Linked DNA regions of Mus musculus: region 1 is linked to region 2. Evidence: chromatin contacts called from public HiChIP or PLAC-seq data. All regions are on one chromosome and are shown on one strand. Each heading gives the region's core, a stretch centred on a gene start, on an enhancer-like site or on the middle of the called end of the contact. The rest is flanking DNA. Distances are from core to core; before and after follow the strand shown.

What was found. HiChIP or PLAC-seq counts read pairs in DNA pulled down with a chosen protein or histone mark.
Region 1: a BATF HiChIP or PLAC-seq map of CD8 T cells shows a contact between it and region 2, with 8 read pairs. The contact joins two enhancer-like sites. A contact is called at or near these places in 1 of 15 datasets of contacts at CTCF or cohesin (pro-B cells), 18 of 484 Hi-C or Micro-C datasets (B cells, CD4 T cells, Th1 cells and 13 more) and 19 of 115 datasets of contacts at active chromatin or transcription factors (the 230-238 cell line, CD8 T cells, the HPC-7 cell line and 15 more).

What each region holds. Positions count from the first base shown.
Region 1 is chr1:64,303,441-64,309,519 of GRCm38.p6, forward strand. No RefSeq gene overlaps it. Among named protein-coding and RNA genes, the nearest start is that of Gm35803, 27 kb to the left of the region's middle. Within about 2 kb of position 2,266, at least 230 of the 459 cell types and tissues checked have an H3K27ac peak or open chromatin away from gene starts, as enhancers often do. A contact at or near this core is called in CD8 T cells, Th1 cells, Th2 cells and 4 more, where this site is marked.
Region 2 is chr1:64,102,929-64,109,207 of GRCm38.p6, forward strand. The region is part of intron 1 of Klf7 (Kruppel-like factor 7 (ubiquitous)); the gene reads right to left. Among named protein-coding and RNA genes, the nearest start is that of Klf7, 15 kb to the right of the region's middle. Within about 2 kb of position 1,878, at least 61 of the 459 cell types and tissues checked have an H3K27ac peak or open chromatin away from gene starts, as enhancers often do. A contact at or near this core is called in CD8 T cells, Th1 cells, Th2 cells and 4 more, where this site is marked.

The DNA of each region.
Region 1 (6,079 bases), core at 1,016-3,515, 200 kb after region 2:
GGATTTCTGTGACTTTGAGGCCAGCCTGGTCTACAGAATACCAGGACAGCCAGGGCTACACAGAGAAACTCCGTCTCAAAGAAAAACAAACAAACAAACAAAAAATACAATTTGTAAAAATCTATTTTTTAATAAAGGGAGTACAGTTACAAAAATGCATACTCTGAACTCAAACTTTAAAAATTATGTAAAATATGCAATATGGTGAAGTTGACTATTTATTTATTTATTTATTTATTTATTTATTTATTTATTTATCTTGCTCTGGCCCCTCTCACTCCAGCCCAAAGATTTATTTATTATTATATCTAAGTACACTGTAGCTGTCTTCAGATAAACCAGAAGAGGGCATCAGGTCTTATTATGGATGGTTGTGAGCCACCATGTGGTTGCTGGGATTTGAACTCAGGACCTTCTGGAAGAGCAGTCAGTGCTCTTACCAGCTGAGCCATCTCACCAGCCCAAAGTTGACATATAGGAAATGGCTTTATTTTATTTAAGAAAAAAAACTATTTATGGAATAAATTTTACCTAAAATCATACTATTTGAGATTGCACTCATCCCCCAGATGTTGACAAGTAACCCATCTTTGCTCTTTATAAGTCAAGTCATCAACTATTCCATAGCGTTTGTTTATTCACCCCAGTTGCACAGGCTTTGTGCAGACAGAATACACACGATGCACAGACAGCCCTGTGACAGGTATTTCAACATAACCTGGTATTTTCTAAGTCACAAAGGGACTGCCTTCATCTTCTAAGCCATGAGGTCTGTAACAAAGATCACCACCCCCACTTCCCACCAGTCACCAAAGGAGTAACCGACTGTCTGGGTCCATGTGCTCCGGGCACATGAAACTCTTACAATGAAAATCTTCAGTGTTGCACTCCAAGTCTCCAGTGGGCCACCATAGCGATCTGAGGGTGAAATGAAACCAGTAAATCCTGCCAGTGCAATAAACTCAGAGTCCCCTGCAAGCTCTGCCCTCTCCTGTTCCCTCTGTATCCTGTCCTCCTCCCCCAGACCAGTTCTCTGGCAGAGTCAACCGAGAACAAGACTTGGTTCCAACCTGATCCCAGCCTTAGTTCCAGCTTTGTGTGACTGTTTTGTTTTGAAGCAACCTGATGCTGAAAACGTTCAGGTCGTAATGACTGGGAAATGTGAAATATTTATCATCTGATATATCAGCTGACCTGGCACTTATATCCCATTATCTCCAGTGCTAGTATTCTGGTTCTAGTAGAACTGATACCCAGCTGCACTGTGGACCAAGGGGTTAAACTACACCCCAATCACAGAGCTGTATGCAAACCAGTCTTTTGTACTGTTATCTGTAGAAAGCTAAGAGATAGGTGTAAATAAAGCAATGTCCTTGTTTGCCTATAGGTTTTCAATCTTTTTCTTTCAACATGAAAGCAGAGACTTTGCCCTGTTGTTCATATACTCAATTACACACAGGTGTAGGGGACCTTATAAACACATACACATAAACAGAGAAGACGCATACAGACCACACAAATGCATAAGCAAAGAAACGAGAGAGAGAGAGAGAGAGAGAGAGAGAGAGAGAGAGAGAGAGAGAGAGAGAGAGAGAAACCACACTCAGAGACCATATAAACACATAAACAGAGACCCCCCCCAAACACACACACACACACACACACACACACACACACACACACACACACAGAGGTTGTTATACTCTTGAACTAAGAGAAGCCAATAAGCAGTTTTCCTCTTTGTTTCTTGACTGTTTGGAAACAAGAGAAAAGTTAAGTGGCCCTAAAGAGGGGACCAGATGGGATCTGGGAGGAGAAGCCTAGAGGAAGAGAAATTGCAGCAAGAAGACTGTTTTGCTTCAGAGTTCCTGCCAGAAGCAAAGAAGAAGGTCCCAAGCTCCAGCACTGTGACCCCTTGGTAATTTCCCTGGGGAGCCCCACCTCAGACAACCTTTACCCCTCAGAATCCAGGGGAAGCTGAGCTCGGTAAGTTCCAAACATAGAGGGCAGACAGTGATGGAGGGTCTAAAGCCACAGGCCTGGACAAGGTTCCAAGTGGGCCTGCCTGACAGCCACAGAAGCCAGCTGAGCCAATGGGGGGACAGCCACGACACCAGCTGAGCCAATGGGGGAACTTTCTGCCTGATGAGGCCTGCTTCCCAAGAAGAGTACTGGCAGTTTCCCTCGACTCTTGTTTTCCTGTGTTTAAAATGAAGGACTCTGCGGCTTCATGTGACCACTCTTGTCAGAGTCTTTGCTCGGAGAGGTGTTTTTGCATTTGTGAAGCCTGCCAGGAAACAGCGTGAGTCATGAGTCATGGCTTCTGAGCAGACACTATTCAGCTTTAGAAATTCCCAGAGATACGACTTGTTTATACGAAAGGAAGCAGCTATTCTGAGCTGCCCGAGGAAGAGGAAAGCGCTGCTCTTTTTTTCCCCCCATTTAAACACCCTGGTGAAAGGTCAACTGGGCAGCTGCAAGGCAGCGAGCCCCTAGTGTAGACACTGGTGTTCTTCAGTGCATCCGTCTTCATTTTACGGGGTATTTCTGGGTTTGGCATCTCAAAATGCAAGTCCTGTGACCCTGAAATTTCACTCTCAGCCTTTGGTCCAAAGTTGGGGTTTTTTTTCTTTTTTTTCTTTTTTTTTTTTTTTCTTTTTCTGTGCAGGCTCTGAGTGGGAACCTGTGACATGGGGATTGAGAGCCAGGAGGTGACCATAGAAACCCACCATCTTTGACAATTTTCTAACTTCCAGTTTCAGAGTAAGGCACGGCTTTTTACTCCTATATACCATGCTGCCGTCTTCAATGTCCTCTATCCTTAGTTTTATCAACTAGTGTGTCCGCTACCATTACTTTAAATGGTGGTTCAAAGCTCTGCAGGAGAATATGCCCAAAGGGATTGCCACTATTACAACTGTTTCTTCGTTGACCCACTATCTTGGCCCTCGGGTGTTAGAATGCATGGTGTCACCGACTGACTTCCAAGACAAAACCATTCACAAAGTATTCACTGATTCGACAGTCATGGGCCTCTGTGATGGTAACAGGGACAATACCTGAAGAAATCAACATTGTTCCCTAAACATATAGGAAATGTTTCACTAGTTATTGAAGGATGCCCACTCATTATGATAAAGATGGATAAAAATAAAGACTTGGCTTAATGGCTAAACATTCACGTGTAGGAATCAAACTAAAAAGTCGTTGTGGACAGTTATTGTTCTAGAATCAGTAAGTTGAGTTCTGAATCAGTAAGTTGAGAAGCACAGGGGATAAACTCTGTAAACAAAAGTTCCCAAGTACTTGAAAATCACACAAGTATACCTCTGAGAAAACTAAAATTATGAACTAAAACATTTTACTAACAAAGTGATAAAATGGCTTGAAATAAGAAAAATACGTAAAAAAAAAAACCCAATAGTATTTGTATATTACAGCAAAGCCAAGGTAGATAATAAAATGCCAAAGAAAAGCTAATGAAGTATTAAGAAGCAAAAATACATACAAACTAAAGGCAAATGTAGTAAAAGATTAAAAACATTTGTTGAGAGATATAATTTGAATAATTAGGACAGTTATATTTTAATTAAATGGGAGAATTCAACATAAAAAGGCAAAGATTCTCAGATTATTAGAATAAGTCCCCAAATCCAACAAGTCTTTTCTTGGAAGCCACTAGAATCAGCATCAACTAATTGCAGAGACTGCTGCTTCTCTGCTGACAGAAGCTTAAACTATGAGCAGGAAGAACTGGCCCAAGGAATAGCTGTAGGACTTATTTTTATCAAATAACAGAAACTGGAAGTGTACATTTAATGCAGATATAAAACATAAATAAAAGGAAAATAGTAAATGCCTTGGAGCATGCGCTCTTGAGAAGCATGTGTGCCCCGTTCTATAGATGGTTTTATAGCTGGCAACGCTTTCCCCCTGTCTTATGGTGTGCGCTGGAGAATCCTGATACTAAACAAGCAGTATTATTTCTGTTCCCTTTGACAAAAGTATCAAAGTTCAGTGACTTCAGGAGTGTGAGAAAACTAAAGAAATAGAAAGCTGGATCTTGATTTCTCTGACTTCTCAAACCATACCTTTCCATTTTAGTGTTTTCACAAAACAACAATGAATGAATTTTTTTTTTCCCAGACAGGGTTTCTCTGTATAGTCCTGGCTGTCCTGGAACTCACTTTGTAGACCAGGCTGGCCTCGAACTCAGAAATCTGCCTGCCTCTGCCTCCTGATGAATGGATTTATTTTAATGCTAAAATCTATGAGGGATTTAGACTTCCCTCTTACACCAAATAGCTCCACTTACTTAAATAAACAAGCAAAAAAACTGTAATTGTTTAAAGCCTCAACACTGAAAATCAGATTACAGAAACTCTAGAAAAGATTCAGGACGTAGCTACAGGAGACTGAGCTAATATATCTGTGACTGGACCACGAGCCTGCTCACTCAAGAAGCTATGGTCATCCCTGATCACTCCTCCTCCGCTAGCCCTGCATCCACACCCAGGTGACCATCCTGTCACCACTAAAACATAGCAACCCTAAAGTGAACTTAAGGCTTTGTAGAAATGCTTCTCAAAGGAATATGTAGTCCGTTGGTTTCCAGGGAAGAAGAAGACAATCAGAGAGTAAGAGTACATATGTATAAAACTAAGCTAAAACTGCAGGGACTGGACAGCCAGTAAGAAGCCTGTGCTGTTACATGGGACTACAGCTCAACAATAACATCGTAGAAACTGCTAACGCTGTAGAAACTAGCGGTGAACAGGAATGATTGTTTTCAATGAATGTGTTTGGCTGTGAGCCAATAAAACTCGATTTCCATGAACAGGCATGAATCTGATGGCTCCTGTGTTGGAAAATCCAGGAAGTGATCCTAAACATCCTAGATAAGAAATCGGAGGTTGCTCAACTTAGCCACCAGGTGCGAAGGCAGCGGCAGGTGGTACCCTCCCTCCGAGGACAACAGACCTGAAACGCATACTTTTGAGACTCCAAAGTTTAAAAGTATGCGCAGTCTCCTACAACTGCACAATCCTGGGACTCAGCCGTGTGATCTGGGTGTTTATAAATCTGGAGTCTCTGCAAGCAGAAAAGAGAAGCACTGGACAGGTTGAACCTCCTGGGATAAACACTTGCTGTTTTGAACCAGAGAGGGATTCTGTGGGAGCTTTTCACAAGGCAGGAAGTTGTGGGTTTTTTCCATTCACCTCACAACAACCCTTTCCTCCTTCCCACCACACTTCCTCCTAACCCACCGAGCACCAGAGTTCTAGAGGGAAGCATGTTGTAGTGTTGTGCATGTGTGCGTGCATGCGTGGGTGCGTGCGTGCGTGCGTGCGTGTGTGCGTGTGTGTGCGTGCGTGCGTGCGTGCGTGTGTGCGTGTGTGTTACAGGCAGCCTGGTGACTGTTTATGGAAACTAGGAAACACCCAAAGTCAAAAGTGATCTAGGGCAGCAGTTCCTTTGATTTCTTTGAGCTAAAGCATGCCTATGTATTGAATGGCAATATCTTCCCTCCCCCACACATGTCAGAATATGACAGAGAGGGAGAAAAGCCTGCATAAAGTTCATTGAGTAGATGACATAGCTGCACTGTCACCAGGTACTGCATGACTTCAGCTGGCTTCACTTGCCTGGTTTTCCCTTTGGGCAGGGAACTTTGCCATCTTTACATTTAACATGTCTCTGTTGACGGACCAACACTATTAAACGAGTGCTTTGACAGGAGACAGGATATATGTCATGCAAAGGTGAAAGGACAGCAACTAAGGGGGGGCAAATGAGCTTTTAAAGGAGCCCAGCACCATCCAGCTATTTTCATACAGCCACCCGTGAAAAATCTTGACATATCGGTGCATTGCTCTGAGTTATCTCTTCATATGTTGGCAGACAGTGGCCTAATAGTATTTGATCTTGTAGAGTGTTATCTAGGACTACAAACTTATTTTATTTTAAGCTCAATGCCATTTCGTCAACAGTTAAAATAGCATGTGTAGCTAAAATACACTTCGGGACATCACATATGGCCCCTGGGACTTTTTTATTATTATTATTTTTGTTTAAAGAA
Region 2 (6,279 bases), core at 628-3,127:
TTATTCTACCTTTGTTTAATAACCAGGGAACTACAATTCTTAAATTCTGATTATTTTCTTTTTTAAATTGTTTGTTTGTGTGTTTTGTTTGTTTGTTTTAGCTCCTCTTGAACTCTGAGACCTGTCAGAAGATTTTGTGTCCCTTATAGCAGCATCTGGCTGGCAGTGAATGGTAGCTTCCCCTTTAAATGGGCAAATACTGTACACAGCCAATGTTACCACCTCTCCAATAACTTTCACTCTGCCAGACTCTCTCCTTGGCTCCTGGTATCCATGCCTATGGCTCCAGCACTCTTTTCATTTGCTACTGTCTACCGTGCCAGGGAAATAATCTCCTCCCCTCGTCTATCCCCCAAACTGTTCTCCACTGTCTAAACTCTTGGTGATCCTACCATGTGCTACAACCCCAGTCTTTGCTCTGCCACCCCGCTCCAAGACCCTCTCGCAATGTCTTTGTTTTGCTTATAGCCACAAGAGAAAAGACATGTCTCAACACCCCTCTTGTTCTACCCAGAGCATGTGCACTTTCCAGCAGCCATTAAGGGCTGATAACTGCCTTCTCCTAGGTTCCATGTAGATGTGTTGGTTCCTTAGACAAGAATAAGAAATCGGAGTCAGTGACATGGCTCACTGGGTAAAAGTATTTTATGTGCAAGGCCGACAAGACAACCTGAGATCAAATGCCTAGAACCTAGGTGAAGGTTGAAAGAGAAAACTGACTCCACAAAGTTGTTCAATTACCTACACAGGTTCTCTCTCTCTCTATCACACACACACAATTAATAATAATAATAATAATTATTATTATTGTTTTAAAATCTTGTACAAAAAAAAATAAGAAATTAGTGGTACATGCTTTTGTTGCAGGATACTGAGACATCAATCTCAAAATAAATAGTAAACTAACTTCCTGCTGGCTAGCTTTCATAGCCCGAAGGTGCTATGGAGGCCACTGGTAGAGAAAAATCTACAATGGAATTACCTAGTGGCGGACTCTGCACACTGCAAAATCCTGCCCCGCATGATGTACCTACCTAGTGGTAGCATGACCTAAATATGGAGGTAACCAACCATCTTCTGCCTTGATTTGAGACCCACTCATGCCTGACACTGTGCTTGTCCAAAAGCCCAAGGCTAGGTAGGTCACAGGCCTTAATGTAAAACTTGCTGGTATTTTTGCTAAACACTCATGTTGTCAAAACCGCCTTCTAAATATTTGTGTATACCCACAGGTTAGGTAGTCTGAATTTTGGTCAGAATAGCTTCTTTTTCACTAGGCAGCAGTCAATGCCAAGACTGATCGCTGGTCACTGATCACTGAGAATGAGTGACTGTTGAGTACTGGCATAGTTGGCTTCAGCTGTCAAGGATGACACAAACCTAAGGTCAGCTGAGAAGAGAGAACCTACTGAAGAATTACTCAAATCAGAATGACCTGTGGACATGTGTGTTTAGCATTTTCTTAATCACTAGTTGATGAAGGAGAGCCCAGTCTACTGTCGGAGGTGTAGTCTCCTAGGCAGGTGGGCCTACATAATAGAGGTTTCTGCTTCTGTTCCTACCTCCAGGTTCCTGCCTTGGTGCCTGCCCCTTGATGACCGGCTATAACCTGTACACTAAAGAAAACATTTCGAAGGTGGTTTTGGTCAGTATTTGTTCACAGCAATAAAGATCAAACTAGGACAAGTGCTGAGCCCTAAGTGGGACATCTATACCAACCCCCACCCCGCCCCTGGACTCAGAGAATATCATGGGGAGGGGGAAGATGAACGTTAGAGGGAGAATAGGGAGAATCATTGTGCAATGTTGTCTCCTAGATATGGCAGAACTGCAGTACTTATGATCTCACAGCACCTATATGGCTATCTGTACAAGATCAAACAAGTGAACATTACATCATGGAGCAGGAAGTGTTTTGCAAGCACCCAACCCTAGCTGAGGAGCTATTGGCAGCTGACGGCAGGGAGAGGGCAATTTTCTTCTGGGGTATGGTCCTAGTAGGATGTCCGTGTTCCTTGGGTAGCCCCTCCTCTAGCACTGGTCACTGTAGATACAGCACTCTTGGTATGTCCCTGGTAACAGGAAGACATAAGAGAGTCACTTCCAGAAACCCAGAAGTCACCTCACTCCCCAGTGTTCCAGGGGGCACAAAATGAAAATGGCTTCAGTATCTGACACTTGATTCTCAAAGGCTTGTCAGCATAGGACCGATCCTGAACAGCAGATAAACATAGGCATCAGCTGTGAAGACTTCATGGAGCTTGGCCGGTCCAGTCAATGTAGTCTCTACGTCCTTTCTTACCTGCAGTAACCCCACCCAAGGTCAATATGGCCCTCCTATCAGAGAGTTCACACTCCTTTCCTGCCTTGTTATTCCCACCAAGGTCATCTCTGGCTAAGGCAAGAGGCCATAATCCAGCCAGCTACGTGCTGTTCTGTGCCTTTCTTAGAAGCGTGAGTAGCAGAAACTTGACAAGACTTAAGGGAAAGGGGCCTCTGCCGTCCCTTTAAGTCCAGGACTTCCTACCCAGGTGATTCCCAATCTTATCACAGAACAGCATGTGACAGTATACATTGTTAATGAGTCACTTAGCCACACAGATCTGCCTTTAGAACAGAGCTCTCACTTCCAACCCCCAAACCTAGCCTTTCTCCATCTCTGCGCACACATCACTCTACCAGACAAGAGATGTGCACGCACCTACCACAGCCCAGAAAGCAGGAGACTAGGGCAGCATGTGATGGCATACTAAGTGTTTACATCCATGTGCCACTCAGGACTGCAATCCTGTTATTACAGCACCTGCACTGCAGACAGGAGAAATAGTTTGATGGTTCACTGTGGTTTATTCTCAGATTTTCCACGCCACCATCACTTCAGTCTCATCTACAATCCACACTTCTACCAAGTCAGGGTACCTATCTGTAGCATCATTCCTAACTCAAGCTTCACATGTTTTAAATTTTCTTACTAAAAATGCTTGTTAATATGGGACAATCGTAAAATGAAAAGCATGAAGTTAAAACAAATATTATAAACTTTGAACCAAATGTCTGCCAATCAGATATCCTGGATCTGCAACCTGTTCTCTTCATCTTAACTAGTAATGACAGTGTTAGTAATACAATCAATCAAAAGAAAGGAAGGAGGAAGCATGGAGGCCAGAGAGGCTAAGGCAGGAGAGAGGCTACTCCAGAGGTGAATTACCCTTTGTATTAGAAGGATGTAAAGAAGCTGAGAGTGGACTGAATCTGTCTCCCAAGGTTGATTCTGTGTTTATTCAGCACTATGCTCACAAAGCCCCTTGCAGTGCAACCTCCCCTCCCCTCCCCTCAGCATTGGCTTAAGTAAGCCATGCTGAGCCTGTACCATGCACTGTGCTAACATGCAAATACGTTTACTTTATGGCAAAGGGGCTGAGGATTCTTGAGAGACCAATCCTGGCTTGGACTTAATGACCCTTAAAGCTCAGCCGGGTTATTTGCAAATCGAGGGGGAGGAGAAGGGAGACGAAATGTCTAGAGCTCCCTCCGAAAGTTTTAATCTTTATAAACCTGGGTCTCACAGTGCAAAGGTTGGAGGGAAACATCAACAGGCATTCATCTCGGGTCTAGCAAGTGGGCTGCACTCCATGTCTGGTTTGTAGGCTCCTTTCATGCCCGTATCCTGTCTATCGTTCCTTTTCTCCTACATTTTCATAGTAATTCGCTCCACAGTAATATAAATGGCACTTGGAGTTGAAAACTTGTTCAAATACACACGGATGGAGAAAAGGAGAAAGGAAGGGGAGGGGATGGGGAGGAAGGGGATGGGGAGGAAGGGGAGGAGGAGGGAGAGGAGAGGAGGGGGGGGAGATTGAGACTGACCTTGATTCACCATTTAGCAGCCAAGAATTTTACAAAAGAAAAAAATAGAGATTGGAGAAAAGAAGGGGAAATACTTCATATTATGTAAGTCACAGGGGCAGCTTTAAAGAGGGTAAAAATGACCCTGAAAAAATAAAAAGTCCCCATCTGGGCAACAATAGGGATATCCTTAGTAACACAAGGAAGCCAATATAAAAGAATAATTCCTTTAAGCACCCCTAATGTAAAATAGCATCCTGAAAGCACTAGAAAATAAAGGACAAGTGGCATGCTGGCAATTTCTGGAAGACAGCAGAGCACTTGAGACTTGGAAAGGACTTTATTATAATACTGGGACTTTTTACACAGAGAACATCACTTCTTTAAGTGAAATAAGTCCCACAAAGTCAACTTCCACAAAAAAAAAAAAAAAAAAAAAAAAAAAGGGCAGCTAAAGGAGAATTCTGTACATGTTTCTATATCAGGGTTTCTAAGAAAATCCCTGAACTGGTTATTCTGACACACACACACACACACACACACACACCAAAAAGTGTTTTCCCACCATTTGTTGGTTTAGTCTCTGAAAGAGGCTAAGGGAATCACCAGAACAAAATCATTTTTGGTTAATGAGTATGCAGTGCCTGACTGGGGAAAAAAAAATTTTAAGTGGTTGTTTTTGTTTTTGTTTTCTTTAATTCTCACATAATTTTATTTAATAACTTATTAATTTTATTTTTCACCATAAATAGTACTGAAGGGGTTGAGGAGTTTTGAGTTTTTGTTTTGCCTTTTTTTTTTCTTTTAAATTCCATTTTACTCCCACTCAAGACAAGGAGGAGGCTGCATGCTCAGGAAACTCAAAGTCACTTTCTTTCCAAGTTGGAAAATGTTGCAGAAACCAAGGAAGAATGACCGCTCGCTCACTTGGGAGCAACTGGGCCGCACAGGCGGGGGAGGGGGAGACAGATGGTCTTTTCTACCCCACATTTCCGTGATCTACAACAGAACCCGGATGACCAGGAAAAAGTGAGATGCAATTTGGAAATTGCCTTATAAAATAGAATCAGTCCCAAACAAAGACATTCAACAAGATGGAGAGATTAAAAAGAAAATTAAAATGGATCCTGAGTGATGGCGAAGTCAAAACTGTCCCTAGACAGTAGCTGTTAGGAGGTGACAGTGCCTCGAGTGCTTGGGGGTCAAACCCACATGCAGGCTTCCTGGGCTGTGATTGCAAATGAAGCCGGATAGGAACATGGGAGATGGGGTTAGCCTGACGAGTATGTCCAAAAACACCCAAAGTATAAAGAAAATTGGAATATGAATACTAGTCAAATAAGACAGAGCTTCAAGTCAGTCAGTTTCCTGTTTATGTATCTGATTATATCATAGCTCCTAGTTCTATCTCCATAGTAAACCTTAGCAGACTGAAGAGGAGAAAAAGCCTTTGGAGGAGAAACACGAGAAGAAACGCTGTACATAGCAGAGCCAAATGCTAGAACTACATTGCACAGGGAAGCAAAGTTAAGCAGAAAAATTAAATAACATTAGGAGGAAACTCCTCTTCTGTTGTATACCTTGTTCAAATGACTCACTGTTTCAAGAACGAATTAAATTATACTCTACTTAAATGAGTTACAGAGGATGGGGGTGAGAAGAGGAGGGATTTGTGCTAAAAAGAAATAAATAAATAACTTCAGTGGTCAAATCTGACATGAAATTAAAAAAAAAAAATGCCCCCTAAAAACAAAATCCTCAAAATGCCAAAAACAAAAGCAAACGACAAAACCTGTTAAATGTATACCTAAACTGCTAAAGAAAGCCCTGAATAAGATATGACACATGCCGGGCGGTGGTGGCGCACGCCTTTGATCCCAGAATTTGGGAAGCAGAGGCAGGCAGATTTCTGAGTTCGAGGCCAGCCTGATCTACAGAGTGAGTTCCAGGACAGCCAGGGCTACACAGAGAAACCCTGTCTCGAAAAACCAAAAAAAAAAAAAAAAAAAGATATGAAGATATGACACAGGAAGTCTGGGGTTTCCATTGTACAGACAGGAAAAGTTAGGCTCACACAGCAGCTACTTCACTGTGTGTCTGCTGTAAACTATATGATTTAATGTCTAAGCTCATAGTTCCTTCCAGATACTATTCAAAGGAAAAGGTTTTAGAAAAGGCTGTTCCATGTCTAGGTATTGGTTAATACAATAAGACAATGTCTAAGCTTACAAGTATTGAAAGTCTAAATCCAGAGGAAAGCACTATCCCGAGCACTGTGCAGTGGCTTGACATCTTCCCAGGACAGTCCATGAAGTGAAGGAGGGATGAGAACACCTTAACCTAGAGTCAAACGGAAGGGAAGCAACTAGCCAAGGAACTCTGCGGGGCAGAGGTTCCTAATCTGTGAGTCAAAACCTCCTTTGGTCACATATT